Regions from separate parts of the Xenopus tropicalis genome. Here region 1 is linked to region 2. The links are chromatin contacts, called in public Hi-C maps. All regions are on one chromosome and are shown on one strand. The core of a region is the stretch at or near the end of the contact, and the rest is flanking DNA. Distances in the headings are between cores, read along the strand shown.

What was found. Hi-C and Micro-C count contacts between places; a contact is called where the count stands out from the background.
Region 1: a contact with region 2 is called in a Hi-C map of neurula embryo, with 1.9 times the contacts expected there. The contact joins two enhancer-like sites. A contact is called at or near these places in 3 of 5 Hi-C or Micro-C datasets (brain, neurula embryo and tailbud embryo).

The regions. Positions count from the first base shown.
Region 1 is chr4:65,076,713-65,083,230 of UCB_Xtro_10.0, forward strand. gse1 (genetic suppressor element 1) reads right to left here. Exons shown (of 17, transcript XM_018093523.2): 2 at 6,191-6,365. Among named protein-coding and RNA genes, the nearest start is that of gse1, 110 kb to the right of the region's middle. Within about 2 kb of position 3,204, at least 7 of the 11 cell types and tissues checked have an H3K27ac peak or open chromatin away from gene starts, as enhancers often do. A contact at or near this core is called in neurula embryo, where this site is marked.
Region 2 is chr4:65,007,056-65,013,662 of UCB_Xtro_10.0, forward strand. All of the region lies in intron 2 of gse1 (genetic suppressor element 1), which reads right to left. Among named protein-coding and RNA genes, the nearest start is that of gins2, 160 kb to the left of the region's middle. Within about 2 kb of position 5,181, at least 5 of the 11 cell types and tissues checked have an H3K27ac peak or open chromatin away from gene starts, as enhancers often do. A contact at or near this core is called in neurula embryo, where this site is marked.

The DNA of each region.
Region 1 (6,518 bases), core at 1,954-4,453, 68 kb after region 2:
GTCGACCGATATCGCAGGAAGCTGCTGATATCGGCCAACTCGCCGATTGGACCAGTTTGAAAATTTTGATCGGGCGCCATAGAAGGCGCCTGACCAAAATCTCCCTTCAGCGCTGAATCGGCAGAAGGAGGTAGAAATCCTATTGTTTCTACCTCCTTACCTGCCGATTCAGCCCTGAATGGTGTGTGGCGGATCTGACGATCGTCAGATCGCCACGTGTATGGCCAGCTTAAGGTTGATAATAAAATCTCAAACTAGACGTGACAGGTTTCCAATACAATCGGACAACATCTTCTCCTGGGAAGAGCGGACACATGTAGCACCCACTATGTACTAACCCATTGTACTAACATTTCTGTTCCCCTCAAAGCCTCCTGAGTCTGCAAAGCACAAGTATCAGAGAAATCCAAATGCATGAAAAATGAAAGCAAAAAAGGACAATAGGAGCAAACGTAAGTGAGAAGTATGTAATTCAAATGGGATGGAAAATGAAAGGGGGGTGTAAGAGAGGAAAGGAGGAAAGATACAAAGATAAAGAAGAAAAAAAATCGAGTCAAGGGCAGGGGAACACAAAAGAAAAATATAAAAAAAACTAGAAAAGCAGTCAAATGAGAGTGGTCTCTACACAGAAAAACAGATCTAGAAATAAACTGCATATGGAGAGGCAAAGAGTTAATGATAGAGAGGGAAGAATGTAGTGAATGCAAGGAGAGAAATGCCAGTAATGAGAAGGAGAGCTAATGGAGCAGCAGCAAAGAGGAAGACATTAAACTGGCACCTTAATAAGATGGAGAGAGTCGGCAACAGAGGTGTGAAGCTAGAGGCAGAGCACATACAGAGGTGAAGAGGAGCTAATTATACAGACGCAGAGAGATGAAAGGAAGCTAGATATACGCAGGCACAGAGATCACAGAAACAGCCAGTGTCTAATGAGGGGAAACGTGATAGAGTGGTAGATAAATGAGGGATAGCAACGCACACCTACAGAAGCAGGCCATAAAAGGAGCCAGGAAGGAAGGGGAAATCTGGAACAGCAATCAAAATTAGACAATGAGGGAAATAACATTCAATGAGGAGAACCCTGTATGTTTATTTTTGGCTTCACTAACTTAATCTCTATACAAGCCTATATCGTATCAGGGGGTTCCAGCAGCATATCAGGTGCAAGGGGTCAGGCCGCAATACACTGCGAAACAAAACTGTGAAGCTGCAAGACTGGTAAATCTGCAGTACAATGACATGATAAATTACCCCCAAATAACAGCTTTACTTGAACATTAATGTTGTGCCTTGTGAAACCAAAGTAATTTTGTTTAGTCTATATTGAAATGTGGCTTGACCAAATCACATTGAAATTGCATCCTAAATCTCTAGTGAGCATGAGGCCTGTAAGAGAACACAAGTGACATATCCCAGTTCACAGTTTATGCTGTTTATATCACTACAGCCTACAAGGACTTTAAAATAATAGTTCATTAATTAATTAAACATTTATGAAAAAGAAAAACTAATGTTGTTTCATTGAAATAATTAAAAATTGTAAAAAACAAATGCTGGAAACACTGTTAGAAATACTAAATGTGTATTTAGGAGGGGAAATGGGGCAAGGGCAGCAGGGCGCTGCTGCCACGAGTTGAAACTTGCCTCAGACGGCAGCACCCCCAAAGTTACCAGGGGGGGCGAAAAGCCGCTTCTGATAACTTTAAAAGTTGATGAGGCCCCCCCACTGGCGATGAGGCACCCCTGGCGCTGTAAAGGTAAGCGTAGGGGGCAGCATCGCAAAAGCCACCTCAGGCGGCTCAGGGGCCAGAAACACCCCTGGCGTGGGTTCTATGAAAGTTAAAGGGGTTGTTCACCAAATTAATATTTAGTATGTTGTAGAGAGTGCTATTCTGAGACAATATACAATTGATCTTCATTTTTTTATTATTTGTGGTTTTTAAATTATTTTGTTCACCAGCTCTCCAGTTTGGAATTTTAGCAGCTATAACCCTAGCAACGAGACAGTGGTTTAAATATGAAACTGGAATATGAATAGGAGAGGGTCTAAGATAAGATCAATAATAAAAATAAATAAAGCAATATTTTTTTGACTGACAGGGTCAGTGGCCCCAATTTGAAAGCTGAAGAGTGAAGAGGAAGGTAAATAATTAAAAAAAAACTATAAAAAATTAAGACTAATAAAAACTTGCTAAGAACTAGCCATTCTATAACATAATAAAAGTTAACTTAAAGGTGAACCACCCCTTTTAAAGTCAAGTCAGACTTTCTTGAAGTAAAGAGAGGTTGACTAATGATAGTCTATACAACAAAGAAAGGTATTGATTAATCTAGTATGGCAACTCAGGAACAGAAAGAATCTGTGATGCCCACACATTTGATTTGGAGACAGCTAATGTGTTTGTTGAGTTAATTACTGTAGGCAACAAATGGGCATCAGCTGGGAAAACCTGAAATAAGTCACTTTCCTTCAGAATGTAAATTAAACACTACATATGCCTTGCAGTTAGTACTTTAAATCTTCAGCCATGGAGCTGTTGTTAAGCTACAACTCCCACAAGCACCTGGGAGGGGGCATTTAGATGATAAAAGTTGTAAGCAAGAAACGGCTGCAGGGCCACAGCCTGAACATCCTTGCTCCAGTAGGAACAGTGGTCTCCCCTGCCCCAAATAACTGAAGTGTCCTGAAAGGTAACCTAAATCAAGCTTGGAAATGTGTTGCTGCAAGTGATATTGAGTCAGGGCACAATGACTGAAATTCCCAGGCTACAAAGACCAATAAACTTAGTGCCAAAATGAGGACTTACGTATCCTGTGGTGATATTTGCCAATGCATTTTCCACAGGTTTGATAGTGATATATCTCATAGATAAAAGTTTTAAGGCCCTTTTGCATTTTTCTAAATGCAGAGTAGAATACATTTTATAGATTCCCCCCCTTTTGTAAAATCCCTCCCACTTGTCCCATCCTTTCCATCAATGCTAGTACCCTGCATAAACTCACCCATGCAGTTTGTTTGCCATCCCCTGCTCTTCCCCTCCATGCTGAGACTGAAGTCCCTCTGCTTTGGGTGAGCCCAGGGGGTATTTTAGGGTGATTTAAGAGCAGATGAACTGATGTAGAAACTTAACATCCCTTATCCTAGCTGAGCCCACACAGACAGCTTGCAGTCTGTTAGCTTCACCTCCCCTCTCTCTCCTTGGGTCCCCCCCCTTCTTCCAAGACCGGATTCCGACTCTGAGCCACTTCCTGACCGCCTGTCTGCCTGGCGCTGCTCCTGACTCACAGCAACGGCTAATTTATTGACTGCAAATTAGGGCCGTTTTTTTCCTCTCGGCCAAAAGGAGGGAGGAGGGAGGGGGAGGATATGATATGATATAAAGCAGGCGGTCTGCTTATCTCACTGGGGTAGGGAATACTTCAGCATTGCCTGAGCCAAAGCTGTACCAGTCAGGCCATAAACTCGGCTTAAACCCTAATGTAGCTACATGGGAAATGTGGTGCCATGCATTAAACATTACATTATATCTCATGTAATGGCATTTCTTTACTTTCATTAACCTCTGGCTCTGAAGGTGTTGTGTATAAAGCTATTTGTTGTCCTGCTGTTGGTAGGTTATAACACCTTTTAATTTGTGATTCTAATAAAAAAAATAGATCCACTGACCCCTTCTGAGCTACTAATACATATTCTTCTATATTCTATAACAATGTGCTGTCAGGGTTAAACTATAAAATGTCACTTGTGTTGTCTAGACATTTTAGTGATATAAATTTCTTTCAAATAGTGCTTACCAAACATACAGTACTATCTGTCTTAGTTGAAGTTCAAGGTGCTGCAAGTCTTCCACAGCAGTTAGAGCTGTAACAAAGGCAGTTGCACATCAGCATAAAACACACAAAAACACCTGTTCCACTGAATCATCTATCAAAATCCAAGCTTTTACCAGTATGGCAGCAGATCACAGTTATCTATGATCATTGGAAAAAAGGTATCACTACTGTACTTCTCAGCCTCAAAGCCCTTTGATTAGAAGGAATTATGTGTAACCCCACATGTAAGCCCATGTAATTTGTTTGTCAATTAATTATTTGTACTGTACAGTGCTGAAGAGTATGCTGTTGCTTTATGAATAAGTGTAATGATTAGAATATGGTTCAAATTATTCAGTATAGTTTCACAATATCACACACAAAAATCACAGGAAAGGAACAAGGGTACATGGTATCAACCTTGGTAACCAATGGGGCCCGCGCCCATGGCCCGCGCCCATAGCCTCCCCCCCAGAGGGGCCCCCCTAACCCCCCTCGCAGGGCCCCCCACCCAACGTCCTTCCCCAAGCGGTCGGGCAGGGGGAGCGCCGCAAGGGTCGGGTCTGGGCCACCGGGATTTTTCCCGGTGTCCCGGTGGCCCAGTCCGACCCTGTTACCTTATGACAGAAGGACAGATGTACAGAACAACAGACACTTTTCATACCTGGACAATAAATGCCTTTATTGGAGCAAGTGGGACAGATTCCAGCAAGGTATAATAGATATAGCTATAATGTGCTGGGGATCATGCTTGTGCTTACAAATGCAGGCAAGCAGTATTACTTTCAGAGTCTCAGTGGGACACTCTGTCTCTAAAATGTCAGCACATTTCTTTTTTATCCCACAAGAGGTTACACATTACTGTAAAGCTGGGGTGAAATAAAGCAAACAAAAACCCTAGGAGGCAGAGAAGACAGAAGTCAATGTGTGCTGCTTTGGAAAGAAAATAGGTAAAGTGTTGAAGAATAGAGAAAGGAGGTATAAAGCTCATTATTCCTTGCCTAGCCCACACTAAAGGAGAATAATAAACTGCACAACAGACACAGCCCATTTTGGTGCCTCTATGGCACAAGTTGACAAAGATGGAGAGAAATTTAGATACCTACATTTGCTATGTAGGAAGAAAGATAGTACAAAAAAAATATTCAAATGTTTTGCTTCAAATACAAAGATCTAAAATCTTAATAATGAAGGTAATCCAGAAAATAAAGAAATTCTAGGAGAAACGTTGATATCCTATGCATATGCACCAATAGACATAGCATGGAAATGTTAATTTGCCAGAAAAGGAATCCCCAAATAGGCTGCTTATATACCATATTAAAATCCAAATAATAATGGCTAAATGCACGCTCCCACAAGATTGTGATACTAGCATACACACCTTATTAGTGGGATGCCTTGTGCACAGCAGCAATATCTAAAAGGAAGAGCAGCTGGAAGACAGCCAGGGAGAGCAACCTCCCTAGACTGCAAAGCAAGTTCACCTGCCCTAGGACTGGGAGGGTGTACAGCACCTGTTCTTGCCTCAGGGCTGAGCAAAGTCAACACTCTGCACAGATCTTCTGTCTCCAGTTTCTTGCTCCTGCCATTCCATTAACCTTGTTCATGCTGGGACACAGCAAAGCTTTCTGCTTCTTGAGCAAGAGAAATGACACAGATACTTCTTATGTGACTTCTAGTAAGCTGACAGACTTACAGGATATCAACGGATATCAAGTATTTAAAAAAATAAAATAAAAAAAAGTATATATGACAAAAAGTTCTAATTAGGAACTGAAACGTTGGACTGAATAAACCTCTATTTTCACTTAATGACCTTGTGTGGAAATTCCTGTGTGTGCCGTCACTCTCCATTATTATATATATATATATATATATATATATATATATATAAAGCAAGACAGGGTTTGTCCCTGAGGAAGAGCACAGTTGGTGCTCGAAACGTTGGATTTTTTTCATTAATAAAAAAAATTGTTTTGTCTTCTAACTAAGTCCCTGTGTGTGCGGTTCACTGTCTTGCTTTATACATGTTTTTTTTGCAAGCAGTTGATTATTATTAGGGTGTGCTCTGTCTTTTTCTGTATATATATATATATATATATATATATATATATATATATATATATATATATATATATATATATATATATATATATATATATATATACACATAGTGGAGAGCATAATCCCCAGACAGTTTATATGCTATTAAAAAAGGTTACAACATAAACATGCACAGACTTTTTTACTTTAATTATAGTGGTAACCGTGTGACCCGTAAAGAAAGGTCAGGGATCACCCAAACAATCTTTTACCATTTATCAAGTTACCTAGCTTCACTAATGTAATAATTAATGCACAGAGCGCCACCTACTTGCAGTCCCTTGGTCTACGCGTTCCACATCCAAGCTGTTTTCCTGGCAATGGACCAATGAAGTAGTTTCTCTGCTTATCTTGGGACTCTTCTCAAGTTCTGGTGCTATGCGTACAGTGCGACAAGGACCTGGGGTAGAGCCTTGGTGGGAACTATCACGGGGTGGAGGCCCGGCCTTAGACAAAACAAATAAATCAGTTAGAAGTATCTCTAAATCTTAGGCATTATATATGTTAGGCTAATTTACTACTTAAGTATACCAGCGGCCCGCTAAGAAGATGTTCTACATATCCAGCACATAGTTTCTATTTGTGTCCGCACTGACAGT
Region 2 (6,607 bases), core at 3,931-6,430:
GGGTTTTTTTGTTGTTGCATACCCTCCAACATTTTGCTTTGAAAGTGTACACAATTGGCTGTGTACAATGAATCTCTAAAGCGCTACACAAAGCATTAAAAAAAAGTTTTTTGGATTTGTTTATGAATTTGGTGCATATCTTGAATTATAGTTAGACTCCTTATCTGGAATACCTCAAGCATTCCTGAAAGATTTTCCCCAAAATTTGCTCCATTTTGACACAGACCCCTAGGGAATGTAAAATTGGGGATCTAGTGTATGGAACCTCAGTCTCCCTAATTTGGATCCACTTTTTGTCATCTGTTGTAAAGATAAATGTGATGTTATCCATGGCTTTCATTCTAATATTCCATAAATAAAATAATCTATGGATCTAAACCCCTTATAGTAGGATAACATAAATTTCTCTATATTTTCTCTTTTGTTATTGATGAACCCTGACATGCATAACTTCTGTAATGCTTCAAAGATCCTGGGCAAATGCCTTACCAACCTTAATTTCCCCAGTTTCCCTACCCAGGGACTGTATTAATATCAGGGCAAGAGTTTAATGAGCTTGATGTGCTCTCAAAAGATTTTTTCTTCTTTTTTCAACCAGAATACCAATTAAAAAAATAAACTTGGCAGAGTTTCCAATTCTTAATTAAAAGGCACTTGTCCATCTAGGAGGTGGGGAGGGAGATGAAAGCAGGAATAAAAGCAAAGAGAAAGTGAAAGACACCAAAATAGGTATAAAGGTAATGGTGACAGAAAATAGAAGTGGTACTTATGTAAAGGAAAACAGAAAAGAAAATTATAAGGGCTCTGGCACACGGGGAGATTAGTCGCCCGCAGCAAAACTCCCTGTTTGCGGGCGACTAATCTCCCTGAGTTGCCTTCATCTGCCATCCCACCGGCGAAAATGTAAGTTGCCGGTGGGATGGCACACGCGGCGGCGCGATTTCGCGCAAATCGCCGAAAAAGCCTCGCAAGGCAACTTCGGCGGTGGGCGATATTGGGGAGCGTGTAGGCTAATTATATTGGCGGCAACTGGGGCAGTCGGTTCGGGTCCGCATCAACACGCGGATGCGGTCCCCGGTCCGACTAGATTTTTTGACCTGTCCGATCGAGATCTGGCCGATTTCAGGCCAAATATCAGTCGGGCATGCCCGTCAGTAGTCCCCATACACGGGCCGATTAGCTGCCGAATCGGTCAAAGGGCCAATATCGGTAGCTAGAATCGGCCCGTGTATGGGGACCTTAAGGCAAATGAGCAGAAATGAGAACAGAAGTGGGAACAGTTGAGTTATATAAAATGAGTAATTTAAAACAAGGTGAAAGGGCAAAGTTAAATGAGTCAATAAAATGGAGGGAGTAAGAGTCGTGGACATTTGGACAACTGAAGAGTGATCAATATTAGGCCAAGGGGTAATATGGTGACAAAAGACACAATAACAGCAAAATAGAATTGGCTGAAGGAGATAGTTCATTCAGTACAGGCCTGGTAGTAATATGTAGACAGCAAATAATTACCCTGGCCCTTCTAGTTTTATACCCTTATAACTCATTATTATGTGAGTTAACTGGTTTGCATGCAATGGAAAGTTATTTTCGTTAGCTTTGTTGCCAACTGGGGAGCCCAAAGTGACAAAGTGCCATACAATCTACCCCAAGGTTCTATCCGCAATTGATGAAAAAGTCAAAGTAGATAAATACTACAGGAAAGAGGAAGAAGTATGAGAGAGGAGGTTTAGGGTTAACAGCTAATAGTTGACTTGTAATCTAGAGAACGCATCATACTGTAAATGAGAAGAAACTTTTAATCTGGTGCAGGGAATGAGCTGATTACCACTTTGTGCCACAAATAAAAACTGGATTGCAAAACCAGTGCTGTCCAACTTCTGTGGTACCATGGGCCGGAATTTTTCCGGCCTACGTGGTTGGTGGAGGGCCAATAATGGAAGCCAGTTTTGACCCCTCCCCTTTTTGAAACCACACCCACTTGAAACCATACCCATGTTATCACATGACCATACCCATATTAATGGTTGTAGAACAGCAAAAACCAGCCATACTCTGCCTTCCCTACCCTGCCTGTGTGTGCCATACTCTGCCTTCCCTACCCTGTCTGCGTGTGCCATACTTTGACTGTGTGTGCCATTCTTGGCTGGTTTGTGCCATACTTGGCCTGTGTGTACCATACTCTGCCTGCCCTACCCTGCCTGTGTGTGCCATACTCTGCCTGCCCTATGCTGCATGTGTGTGCCATACTCTGCCTGCCCTATGCTGCATGTGTGTGCCATACTCTGCCTGCCCTATGCTGCCTGTGTGTGCCATACTCTGCCTGCCCTACCCTGCCTGTGTGTGCCATACTCTGTGTGTATGGCACGCACAGGCAGCATACAGTGACACAATGCTGGCACTGCTCCTACAGTCTGCAAAATAACTATATATTAAAAAACTTTTTAATTGCAGTACCACCTCAGTATATGTTCTTTTTGTAGTGGGCAGGGATTATTTGTGGGTTACTACTGCTCCTACAGTCTGAGGTATGAACAGAGGAACAATGTGGGTGCTTACAGTCTGAGCCAGGGGTGTGAACACTGCAGGGGGTGAACAATGCAGAGATTAAAAGGTGTGAACAACACAGGGGATTACATTTTTAAACAATACAGAGGGTTTACAGCCTGAATCTGAGGTGTGAACCATGCAGGGGGCCAGTTAATCACAGTACTGATACCATTTAAATCTTACACAAGAGTAAGCCATCAAAGCAGCCAGACAGGTGGGGGGGGGGGCACACAGAGGGGGGTCGCGGGCCGGGCCACCAGTTGGACAGCACTGCCAAAACAATAATAGATACCTGTAGACAGCATTGAGAAATCTCAGATTAATGGAGCTGAGTACCATTCTGTTTGGACCCAGAGTATACCGGTAGATAGTAGAGGCTCCTGGCCACTGTAAAGTGTTTGTTTTTTTTTTTAACATACTTTCACTTTACAAGTGAAAACAATTCCTGTAGAACAAAAAATAAAAAAAGACTAACTGCAATTTGTTTTAGACTACTGCTGTCTATATCATACCCTAAGTAAACTACCATTCACATTAACAAGTGGATGAAAATGTAATGCTGGAAGAGGCACAGTACAGATGTCACACAATTTCTAGTTATAATGCCATGCAGAAGAATTGATCACAGACTGACACCCCAACAAGGCAACTCTATTATTTAGTACCTTCAATCTATACACTACTACATTTGTGGATTACACCATGGCTACTAACCCTTTAGTAGAGCTTGAAATTGCTTTACTAAATAGCCCTGTCTATCTCTTACTGCTAGATTGTAGAATCAAGCTTTGCACTACCTAGACCTCTTTTCAACTTCCACTGATGTACTTTGTTACCCAGAGAATCTGACATTACTGTACTAATGAGAATCTCCCCACCATCCACATTGCATGCCTACACCCGGATGGGGTTATGCATACTCCAACCCATGCTTAAGGGCAATGACAGGTGTGGTGCTCTGTCACCCACATAAAAGTGCCTCTCCTTCAGGGTGAAAAAGCACTCACCCAAAAATGCCCTTTGATCTGGAAGAGTGGAAATTGCTGCATCTAAAACACTTTACATACTGAAGTAGGATTTTCACCAGGCCAGTATTTCACCAGCCTAGCTAGTAGAACACCAGTCAGGACCTGGGTGGGTATTACAAAGTTACAAGTTATTCTTCCTCTGGTCTACTTCTGATCCGCCCTGCTTCTGCTTACCTGCCCTCCCACTTTCCTTCCTATCACCTCTTTAAGCTTGCCTTCTCATTCATTTTCAGTCAGCACCAGCTAGCATGGCATAGCCCTGACCCAAAACCAAGCCCCTAATTGGCCCATAACCCTACCTCATGACATCAGTGATCAGCCCCCTCTTAGAGCACTGGCACACGGGGAGATTAGTTGCCCTCGATAAATCTTCACTATTGCAGGGCAACTAATCCCCGCAATATGCCATCCCACCAGCAAGAATGTAAACTGCTGGAGCGATGGCATACGCGTTGCTTCAGTTTGTTTTGCAAGGACACTGTGGGAGACTGAAGCAATGTGTATACCACCCCACAGTTGATTTACATTCTTGCTGGTGGGATGGCATGCAGGGGAGATTAGTCACCCACAATAGTGAAGATTTATCGTCTGGTAACAAACCTTGAACCCAGAATAAGCCTCCCACAGCCCAATACACAAGAGGCAGAGGTGGAAATCTGAGGTTCTGTCTATATTGCGGATCTGTGGTTAATACTGATAAAATACTGTAAAAAGCTTCTAATAAATACTCGTGGAGCTTTCAATTTTAAAATTACCTACAGATAGGTAATTCAGCATTTCCTGGGGAAGGCTGCATGGTCATAGCTGGGATTACCCTAAAGCCTCTGCCCTATCCAGACAGAATCCCGTTAGACCTATCTTGGCCTGTGAATGATAAATAATAGGGCTGCAAGTGGCAGATGGCAGGCAGTTGCTCAGTGCCCTTGCTTATCAGCTGCTCAGGGTGGCTCTGCGAGGAAAGCAGATTGCTGGCTTGTTATCTCCCCTCTCTCCTGGAATACTAAAGAATCCTGCATTCCCTTCCAGTGATTACACTGAGGGACTGTTACTGCTTTCCTCTATCTGAGCAGCTCACACAAACAGCCTGCCTTTCCTGACTGCTAATCCTCTGCAGGGGGAAGGAGTGCTTCGGATGCCATAGCAGCTTAATCAGCACCTGTGCCCTGCCACACACATCAGGGCACATCCATCTGGCCCCATCTTACCCTGTGCCTTATGAAGGTTCTGTAAGGCAGCTGAGGACAATCCTTTATATGTTTTGTCTTCTAAATATGCAATACATTCTATACATATACTAATGTTCCCTCTTGTAGAATCTGTACACTGGTTTGAACCACTGTCTGATCAACGGCAGGTGCATGTTACAGACGGGATTGCAGGCAGGGTGATCAGTGATTACCAACCCATTCCCTAACCCCCACCACACACACACAAACACACACATACACATGTGCATTCATGCATGCTATTCTAGTTCTGTGCCACAGAAGAAGTGTCACACAGTTCATTCAAATGGTTAAAAAACCTGCTGACCTCTCAGCTAGGGGCTTCATACAAAGGATCAAAAACAGACTTTAAAGGTCTTGAAGGGCAAAGGGCAATAAATAAAGGGGAGAGCCCAAACCACAAGCAGTCAGGAGGTCAGGCCTTCAGGGGCTCTTGTTCTAACAACCCTTCAGTTGCCAAGTAACATTAATTGGGTTAAAGGCAGAGTGCTGAAAGGCCACACAGTTATCTGATTTAAAACAGCAGCTATCAAGGAAACATTAGTAATTTTAATTATCACTGATTAGATATCTTCCTGCGCCCTCTCTCCATAGGAAGAAACACTCCCTGAGAGTATACGCCCATCCCACTAAGAATACATTGAGGTTAAGGATTTAAATTAGCTTGTTATATTGTGATTATCAGAAATTACAAACACCCAGTCAAGTTACACATCATGTGCCATTTACGGTTTACAGTGTTTGCTTTTCAAATGTAGGTCCAAAGCCACAGTCTTATTCTCTTTGTGATAATGCAATATTTTAAACAGCAGTTAACACCAGAGTTGCCAACAAGAGGCTAGTGACACATGGGCTTGAGTCTCGGCCTGCAGATAAATGCAGGCCAAGAATGAGACCCTACACTGGCATCAGCCTTTCTTTGCACCTGAAGGATTGGGTGTATGAAACGGATTTTGGCGCCAAAATGCATTCTTGTGTGTTTTGGTACCAAAGTCTGATATGTGTTCCTGTACCTGGCCCAACGCAATGCTTCTAGCACAGGGAAAGGCTGATGCCAGCACAGGGGCTAATTCTCAGCTTGAGTTTATCTGCAGACCAAGAATTATCCCCTTGTGGCATCAACCTAAGCTCCTGACCACTAACCAGGGTCGGATTGGGCACTGAGAAAAAATCAGGTGGGCCCCGGTGGCCCTGTCCCTGCAGGGTGCCTCCCCAAGCCACCAACGTGCTGAAGGCCGCAGTGGGGGCCCATTTGGGGGGGTACAGGGGCCCCTGAGGCAGTAGCCCCGGTAAGCCCTGCACCCACCAGCCCGACCCTGCCACTAACTGGCCCAAAAGTGCACCCAACACTGATGCAGACTTCCAGGCCCAATATTTTTAAAGAAGGCCAGAAATTTTTATTGCTCTCTACTGAGTATTTTTAACTATGCCCCCAGAAAGTATTGTGGTAGATTTACTACTCATTGCTCTTTGTATTGATAATAATACTAAAAATATTTTTATTATTAGAACAATACTGTTTGATCATTTATCCAAATAAAAAATAATGTACAATAGCAGCGAGTCACGACTTTACTCCCTTGGGCCTTACAGAAACCTAATTTTTGATTTCTAGTAGTTTCTAGTAGTTGCTCACTCTTTCCTCATTGTCACATTGTACAGTTACATATATCTCATGAGTGTCACTAGTTAACTTGCTCCAAACCTTGCAGGTTACCAGACCTGTGGAAAAGGGTATTTACATGTATCACCCTACAAAAACTTAGGGAAAAATCAGCACCAAAGGATGTTAATTTTTTTTTT